Regions from separate parts of the Bombyx mori genome. Here region 2 is linked to region 1. The links are chromatin contacts, called in public Hi-C maps. All regions are on one chromosome and are shown on one strand. The core of a region is the stretch at or near the end of the contact, and the rest is flanking DNA. Distances in the headings are between cores, read along the strand shown.

Region 1 (4,536 bases), core at 1,171-3,670:
CTCCATTGAGATGATGGCCCTCTGGGGATCGGCACACGGCTGCACAACGAATAACAATTGAGGCCGGAGTACTTCCGACAGTAGTACACTCGCGGATGAGCCAAAGATTTCCAGTACAAGTAATCAAAACAATAACTATCATTACGCATATTTCAAATTCAATACCTTTAAATTAACTTTAATTACTCATCGGGTTGAACTTAATAATGTTTAGTTAGCAGAACACCTCGTTATGGCTGAGTGAACAAATGTCAGTATAAGCCGCGCCAATAAAGAAACGAATCGAAAATGGCGTCTATGTACCTACACTGAGAGATGGTAGGGTCAACAAATAAAAAGAAAGTCGCGGCTTATAGCGCGTGACGTCACCTGCGTGTTGGTGTGGTAGGGGGGCGGCGGCGTGCCGGGCGGGGGCGGGGTGGGCGTGGGGGCCGCGGGGGCGGCGCCGGGCAGCGTGTTCGCTATATAAATAAAAACAACTGATTAGTTATGAGGTAAGAGCGTCATACATTGCGGCCGTATAGAGCTACTAACGTTAGTTTGTATGTTCAAGTGGAACCGCTCATCAGAATGTAACTAAAGAATGTTTTATAAGCGGGTAATAGATACTTTTCCTTTTGTGAATACGCAAGCTAAAGCGAAATCAACTTGCGTCAGCAGCCGAGGGTCATTCGAGACCCTGAGGTCAGTGACTCCGTGGATTAGCGAATTTCGGAATTGGTATCTATGTATCGTCTCATGACGATCACGAGTTACAGTAAGCGCGCGAGTTCATGTCCATTCTGAGGAATGCGGTAGTGCTGTGACCTAATTAATTATGGTAATGTCGATAATAACTACCGATTTAGCCAACAGCTGTCAATTTGGTTTAATGTAACTAGGTCATTTTGCAAATTATAAAATAAATGTGATAAGTAATTACTTATTTATTTCTAGTAGAGAAAAATATTTTTTAAATTCCAATTCAATTACTATCAGATGAAAAGACAACCGAAGATCAGAGTCCGAATCAGTGTAGTTTTTTTTCTACCTGAACTTGTTAACTTGTTGGAAGCGGAGTAGTCATGGTTTATTCACCTTGAAGTAACACAATAGCGTAAGCGTAACTTTTCGGTATCAATAAGCGCGCGTCACAACTGTCAAAGACAACACTAGAAGTCAGACAAACGCGGGGAGGCGGGCGGAGGCAGGGCGGGCTGCCCCCCGCGCGTCGCCTCTGGCCCCGATGGACATGAACTCGCGCGCATACTGTAGATACTTACACCTGGTCAACTCGCAATCCAGCTGCTCCGGCGAGGACCTGCTCCTGGTGTGCAGCACCGGCACGCCACTCCTGTTGTCCGTCTGTATAAAATTAAACTTTGAAGCACATAATTACAGCTTAATTTTTGGTGAACTTTCTTGATTCAGAAATATACATCAAACTGGGTTTCAGTAAAAACTGAACCTTATTGGCTATAACCGAAAATTGATTTACGCGTGCTTTGCGTCAACACGGCATAATATAATGATTGCTTAATTCCTTTTTAGAAGTCACCATGGCATTCAATAGCTATAAACTGTCATTTTGATACATGAATCTGAATAAGAAATTCCACACTTGTAACCAAACAAAAGAAACATATTTTTAAATGACCAAATTGTTCAATCTATTCATTTCTCTCTGTATTTACTTCCTTTGGTTTGAACAGTGTAGTGCATAACACAGACTTACAGCATTATAGCATAAAGCATTCACATCGCAAATATTTTTCTTTTTGTTGGTTTTTTTAACACAAAATATTAGTCACACATACAGTTAAAACAAATACCTAAACATTTTGAATAGACGAACACGAAAGCCTAAACACGAAATCTAAAACTTCGTTACGTCTTATAAAAAAAATCAATAAATAAGATTAATTGATAAATTGTGATTGTAAAAAAGCTTCTTGCAATTAAAAAAATAATAATGTAATTAGAGATGAATAATTAAGAACAACCTGTACCATATTATTAACTCCACCACCTAATTTTACATGGTACGAGTTATCCTGAATTTCACTATAAAGTACCGTTTACAAAAAAAAAATTGGACAAATTAATGATGATCAATTTGATTAAATTAAAATAAAGTGTTTTTTGTATGAATTTAGAATGTAAATATATACATCTTCAATCGTGTGGAAAATTCAAGAGAACTCGTTTAAAAAAACCGACCGTCAAAATTACCTGCAGCGGCGGAGGTGGTAAATTCACCAACGGGTAACTCATCTGCAACGCGATCGAATTGGGCTGAGGACCCTCGAGCTCCCCGTCCAGAGAGTGAGACGACCTCCGGAACTGCCTCGAGTGGTCGTCCTTGTAGCCCGGCATGGACTGGTGCATCGGAAACTGAGGCCTCTCGGGATAATACCTCCCCGTGTTGTTCTTCTGTGCAAAGCTCGTAGAGCACGGCTTAGGTTTGGCTAGGGGATTGACCGGCGTGGTCGGTGGGCTCAACGGGCTCCTCTTTGGTCTCTCGATCGATCGCGGAGGCAGAGGGGGAGGGGTCACGTTATCCAGACAAGTGGTCGGCACCAGAGGCACAGTGTTGTTGTGCGCGTGACGTCGCTTGGTGTCATCGTCCGAATTCTGTCGCACGAGCGGAGGTTGGTTCTCTTGCTGGTTCTTGTTGCTCTGGCGCGCCTGCCGAAGGTTCCTCAAGGATTGTCCGGTGAGGTTGCTCAGGGAGCGCGGAAGGCCGCTGAGGAAGCCCGTGTTGTGCGAGAGGGGGCTCTTGTCGAGGCTGCTCCGGGTGCGAGTGTTAAGGCGCGGCGTGGACGGCGCGGGTGAGGTCGGCTCGGGCTAAAAGCGGAGTACTATGAAGCTGATCGCGTCGTCACTCGAAAGCTTCGTGTGGAGATCGTGGTTTATGGGTAAATCAATCTTTAAGCGACGTACCGTTTCAATGTTACGTTCTGATCCGAACCTCCACACGCCTCGATCGGGTACCGTGAGCAGCACAGACACGACAACAACCACCGTAAGGCGGGCGAAAGTCAATCATCTTTACATTGAATCTGTTTCTATGACGTTTGGCTTATTTGTTTGTCCATAATTTCGTGATTGACATACGACATGAAGACTTCCTATCTCTGAACTCAACGTAATATAAACCATTGAACACAGTTTTAACACAACTTTAAATTAGTGCTTCTTGCATGTGACACCACTTGACCAATTAGAACTATAAATGATTATAGCATCAAACCCAACATAACATGGGTCGCACATCGGACGTCTCCTATTCGACACACAAAGTCGATGCGAGGTTATTTATTACGCTGACTGTACAACGGTCACTGACCTCGGTGACGTCACAAATAAAACAGCATGCACAGAAAGCAGACGCTTTACGACATGACGTAACGAACGAAACGTGATCTTTGCTAGCGCGTGGGTGACTTGACTGGTTTTGGCCTTCAAACCTCCAAATCGATGTCAAATTTCGTTTAGAACAAAATGGTAGTGATTTTTTTATAAACCAAAACAAAGCATTTTTTTTTATTTGGGTACTTGCTGACCCGGCAGACTTCGTAGTGCCTTAATCGATAAATAAAAGACCTAAACTTTTGTATAAAATAAAATTTTAAACAAACAAAAGAAATCCGTCCGACGTGAGACACATCAAAGGGAAAACAGAATTGTTATTTTTATTTCATTCCGAGCATTTTCATATTTATATATCTTTTAAACCTTCTCTGGACTAACACAAATAATTCAAGACCAAAATTAGCCAAATCGGTCCAGCCGTTCTCGAGTTTTAGCGAGACTAACGAACAGTAATTTATTTTTATATACATAGATAGATTATTAAATTTATAATTCAATATGGGTACATAAAGCTTTAGTAATCCCGACCCTGACCCGGACGCGACACCCACAAGGACCACGCATCGCCATTAGTTGGCTTTAGCTCGGGAGGAGCCGGGGGGCTGGCGCGCGCGTTACTCAGCGTGTTAGTCAATGGTCAATGGACAGCACGAGCTCTGTACGACTGTTGTTGTAAGACAATTAACTTTCGCCGCCCACCAAAACAATCGAGGACCAAACAATGTTGAACTACACATTATATTTCGATTTTTTTTTCGTCACATTTAAATGAAATTTTGTTTTTCCGGATTTTATATTTTTCGGTGTATTATTATTATTTAAATTCCTTTTTTTTTTCATTAACAAGATTTGGCGACTATTGTACTGTGATTGGTACCTATAATTGAAGTGACATTTATCACGTACTTTGTCAATTGATTGATGATCAGAATTGGTGATCACTTTTGTTGTTGTTGGTACAACTAGGTAATTAAATAAAGTAGGCCGCCTAGCGGTAAAAATCCGATCATAATTAATTTAAATTATAAGTTTGAACGGTTCTATTGTTTTGACAATGATCACAGATTCCTCCAAGGCTACACAAATAATACTAACAATATTAATATATTCTCAATTACACAACAGACTTTAACAATAAACGAAAGAGTAGAATTATATATGCGTGTGTGTGTCAAATAACAC
Region 2 (4,536 bases), core at 574-3,073, 63 kb after region 1:
TTTGTAATAAATACATAGATTGTTTTACATCATTCACACTAAGATGATCAATATTTATATCAGGCTCTAGTATATAAAGTTTACTTTGTGGATTATAATGTCTTTCCAGGTGCTTTTTCAAACAGTATGTAGTTATGAATTTTGTGTGGCAAACGGGACATTCTTTTGAAGGGCCTAAATGTTTTCTTCTCTTATGTTCCATTCTTCTAGAGGCTGAAAGAAAGCTTTCTTCGCACATGTCACATGGAAATGGTTTCTCACCAGTATGAAGTCTGGTATGATAAACCAAAGCTGCTTGTGTCACAAATCTGTTCCCACAATGCTCGCAGTGATAATTTCTTTCTTTGGTGTGTTTAACAGTGTGATTCCTAAGTCTACTGACAGCATCAAACTTTTTACTGCACCATTTGCATGATAATGAGTTACCAAACCCATGTTCTGTCTTCAAATGTGTTCGCAAACCATTTTTACGTGCATAGCCTTTTTTACATATGTCACAAAAAAAGCTTAATTTCTTTGAGTCATCATTACCACATATTTTTAGATGAAACTTCAAAGTGTTTTTATTCAATAGTGATTTATCACAACGAGGACATTTGTACACTTCATGCTTGTCTAAGTGGACTTTTAAATCTTTGCCAGAGGGGAATTGCACAAAACACAGTTTGCATATGGCTGCTAAGTGGTACATTTTGTCATGTCTATGTAGTAATTTCTCAGTGCTGAACATTTTTGGGCATTTTTTGCATTTAATTCGTTTTGGATGATGCATTCTTTCAATGTGTCCTTTTAATAAGGAATATGTAGAAAAATCTTTGGGACATTGAGGACATGAACATTTTGTGCTACAACGGTTCTTCATGTGTCGCTTTAACATCCATTTTGCTTTGAACCTCTCCCCGCAATCATCACAGGTGACATTTTTGTTTTTGACCTTGACATATTTCTGTCTGCTTTTGATATTGTCTTTAATTGTAGTCAATGCTTCTTTCTTGTTTGTCACTTGCTTCTTTCTGCTTTTAAGTATGGTATTGTTTTTTCCCATAATGATGTATATTGTTTGTGCATTTGCTCTAGTTGTCTCAGACAGATTCAAGCTGAAATCAAGCTTATTCAGGAAATTTTTCCACATGCTTTCTGAGTATTTTATTAACCTTTTAAATAAATATGAATTTATTGTCATTGAAACACAGTTAACGCATAGGGTTTGCGGTAGATCTGTTTCTATAGGTACCTAAAACAGATTGAACTATGTGAGTGAAAGGTAATTCTTCTGAAATTGTATCATTGAAGTATTTTAAGAATATCATTATGATTAATTTATTCTGATAGATGATGGCAATTAGATAAGGGCAGTTTTCTAATACACAATTGAGTAGATCACGGTTAATTGAAAGCGAAAAACCTGCAGAAAGTTTTCTCACAAATAAATGGAACACTCACATCTAGTTCTAGAAACATTTCCTCAAAAGTTAGTTCTTCGTTACAATAATACTTATCTAGCTTAGCGCTATCTTTTAAATCAGTTCCATCGTTTTGTGTTGAAGTGAAACACAGTCTACAGATGCGCTCAGTCTCACCAGCAACAAACTGAGAAGCCGGTTTCATTATCTCCATAGCATTAGCCATTTTTTGCGGGTATTAAGTTTGAATATAATATTGAATATAATTTTTTAACTTTATAAGTAGGTAAAATAAGGATTTTTACCAATAATATGTACGGTACGGTACCGTAATTTACTGTATGTAAGTAACATACATACACATACCTACATCATTCATAGATTATACACTTAATTGACCTACATTCTAATTTTTTTACATTTCACAGCTTTTTAATTTATTTGCATTTGGTTAGCAAAGGTAGTTTAGCCCATAGAGCCAAAAATTTAAATACACGTATTAAGTACCTAAGAAGTCAATACTAAAGATGTTAAGCGGTCAATAATTCACGATTATTACCTATACATTTAAACGTACAAAAAACAGCAAATTGATAAAATTAAACAAAACATAACTTCGCGTTTTGCGTTCCCGCCCAAAAGCTTCAAGGATGCGATCTTGACACGTCTTTAAGTGTTTATTTTTTAAAGTACACTATTAATATGTACGATCTGCAAATAGGTAGGGTGAATGAAGTTAGCCCCTCAAAAAAATTTTTCTTTCCTATTTTCTACTTATTTTCTATTAATTCGTTTGTTCATCATTTGTTCATGATTGTTCATTATCAATAATTGTTTGTTCCTCATTTATTTATTTAAAAATAATTATTAAAAATATACCTACAAGTTAGCCCCTCAGTTGCAATTTTTAATATTTTTTCGTCCTTAATGACTCGGACATATTCATTTTCGATTGTTCTTATATAAAATACGTTTGTTCTCTTTCGAAATAACTCATTTTTTGTTTAATTAACTATTTGTATTAGTATGCAAAATATGTGTACTGCGCATGTGTCAACTATAATGCCTAAACCTTCTATGCGGTTTTAATTGTGAAAAAAAAAAACAATTATAAATCCTGAAGGATCAATTAATTGGTACATATACAGTTTAATTAAAAAAAAATAAAAATAAAAAATGAAATAATGTGCATTCGCGTAAAGTTAGACCAAATGCATTTTTTCCATACTCCTACCTATCGTTATAAAGGTATAAAAAAAAGATAGGTTAAGAGTTCACATAGGTAATATAAACAAATAAGTAAATATGTTCATTATTTCTCTTTTAAGAGATAATGTAGGTATACATTATAATAACTTTTTTACACAGTCGAAATTATATTCATAACATTAGTAAAATAACATTTTAATATTTTTTTTATAGGTTATGTATTGAAATTGTTGGAAAATTATTTCATGTTTTAGCTGGAAAACGACATGGAGAATTATATGCAATACAAGATAATGAGCTCCATCAAATGAATTCGAATGAAACCAAACTGTTTACCATCCAAATTCGATTGTCGGGCAGATAGAAAACGAAAATTCACTCATAGTGAACCTCGGCCTGCATTTGTGAAACGGCAAAGACTCACTATTATCAAGGAAATTGAAGAGACGACTAAAAATGAGATGTGTCGTATTATTATACCTTTGCCATATTGTAGTCAAGGTAGGTGTAACTGTCAATAATTAGTTACACTCACAGATCTCATAATCAAATAACAATATCAGAAAAAAGGAGAATAGTTTGTTAGTTAGTGGAAGTAGCCAGAATGGGTAAGTGGACCTCAGTTCCTATTACATAAGGTTCTAGGAAGTTTGTGATAATGAAAATTTATCACAGTGTAATATAACTTACTTACTTTAACAGCAAAGGAAAACATTGTGATGAAACCTGCACAGGTCCTAATAACATTTACCTAAATGTCCTAATAACATTTAGGTAAATGTTATTAGGATTTTCTTAGGTGTGTAATCCACCAACCAGCACTAGGCCAGCGTGGTGGACTAAGGCCTAAAAACCCTCTCAATGGTAGTGGAGGCCAGTGTCCAGCAAGGGGAGATTTATATGGGCTGATGATGATGACTAGGAAGTTACATACTACTACTACTACTACAGTACACATATAATCCTATATATTTACAAACTATAAGTTTGTTGGGTACCTAGAAATTGCTAACATTATTTTGTATTTCCAGATGTTCAGCCACTTGAAAATAGGTGTAGTAATGACAAAGCTATCCAAGTAGCTCCAGCACAGGAACACAAAGGCAAGGCAAGTGTGTATTGCCCCATCACCCCTTAATATATCTGAAGCAAGTACAAGTAAACAATCAGAACAGTGATGAGTCAAATGCACCAGCAACAGAAGGATCAGCTGTTGACTATGAGTTATCTCTCTATATCTCCACTCCATCAAAGACTTGTGCACTTCAGAGTATAGCTCTCAAGAAGACTACAAAAGTTGAAAAAATGAATCTGTTAACAACTTCATCTAAAGTGAAAAATAAACCACATTTATTTATTGGACTTCCACAAGAATTATATTTCATAATAGGCTTGATTGAGAAACATACAAATGGTTCTGAACAAAATATTATATTATGTTTGATGAGAATAATATTAAATAGAACATTCTCTCAATTGGCTGATGATTTTGATTTATCTGTAAGTCAAGCAAGCAATATATTTTTCAACAAACTCCCAGAAATTGCAAATGTAATATCACCCCTTGTTAAAAAAAAACAATACAATAAATATATATGCAGGAAGGATAATTGATGTCAACTTTGTGGAAAATAGAAAGTTTTTAGACAGTTTGCCACCTCTTACAAGACGCTGTAATTAAATAAGTAATCCTTAGTAGGAATTTTTGTAAGTATTTTCACTTTTCATTCAAAAACTACTGAACAGATTTTAATAAAACTTCTATGCTGGTCTTCTATGGCTAGCAACCATCGATGCTAGCAACTCATTATTATTTTGATTCTGTTTATCACAAATGTGCCAACTATGGGCTTATATATTATATGAAAAGGAATAAGATTAATGTTATGTAACCTTTGTACCTGTAAGTTAAGAATATTTTTTA

The links. A called contact is a pair of places that touch in the nucleus more often than the background predicts.
Region 2: a contact with region 1 is called in a Hi-C map of whole pupa, with 4 times the contacts expected there. The contact joins the promoter of LOC101743347 here to the enhancer-like site in region 1. A contact is called at or near these places in 2 of 7 Hi-C or Micro-C datasets (an unstated tissue and whole pupa).

The regions. Positions count from the first base shown.
Region 1 is chr24:716,486-721,021 of ASM3026992v2, forward strand. It overlaps LOC101742925 (rho guanine nucleotide exchange factor 11), which reads right to left. Exons shown (of 41, transcript XM_062675585.1): 8 at 2,212-2,826; 9 at 1,263-1,359; 10 at 370-461; 11 at 1-39. Among protein-coding and RNA genes, the nearest start is that of LOC134201228, 8.6 kb to the left of the region's middle. Within about 2 kb of position 2,421, at least 5 of the 8 cell types and tissues checked have open chromatin away from gene starts, as enhancers often do.
Region 2 is chr24:780,550-785,085 of ASM3026992v2, forward strand. It overlaps LOC101743347 (zinc finger protein 432), which reads right to left and starts at 1,824. Exons shown (of 3, transcript XM_062675963.1): 1 at 1,803-1,824; 2 at 1,444-1,769; 3 at 1-1,234. The coding sequence starts at 1,629.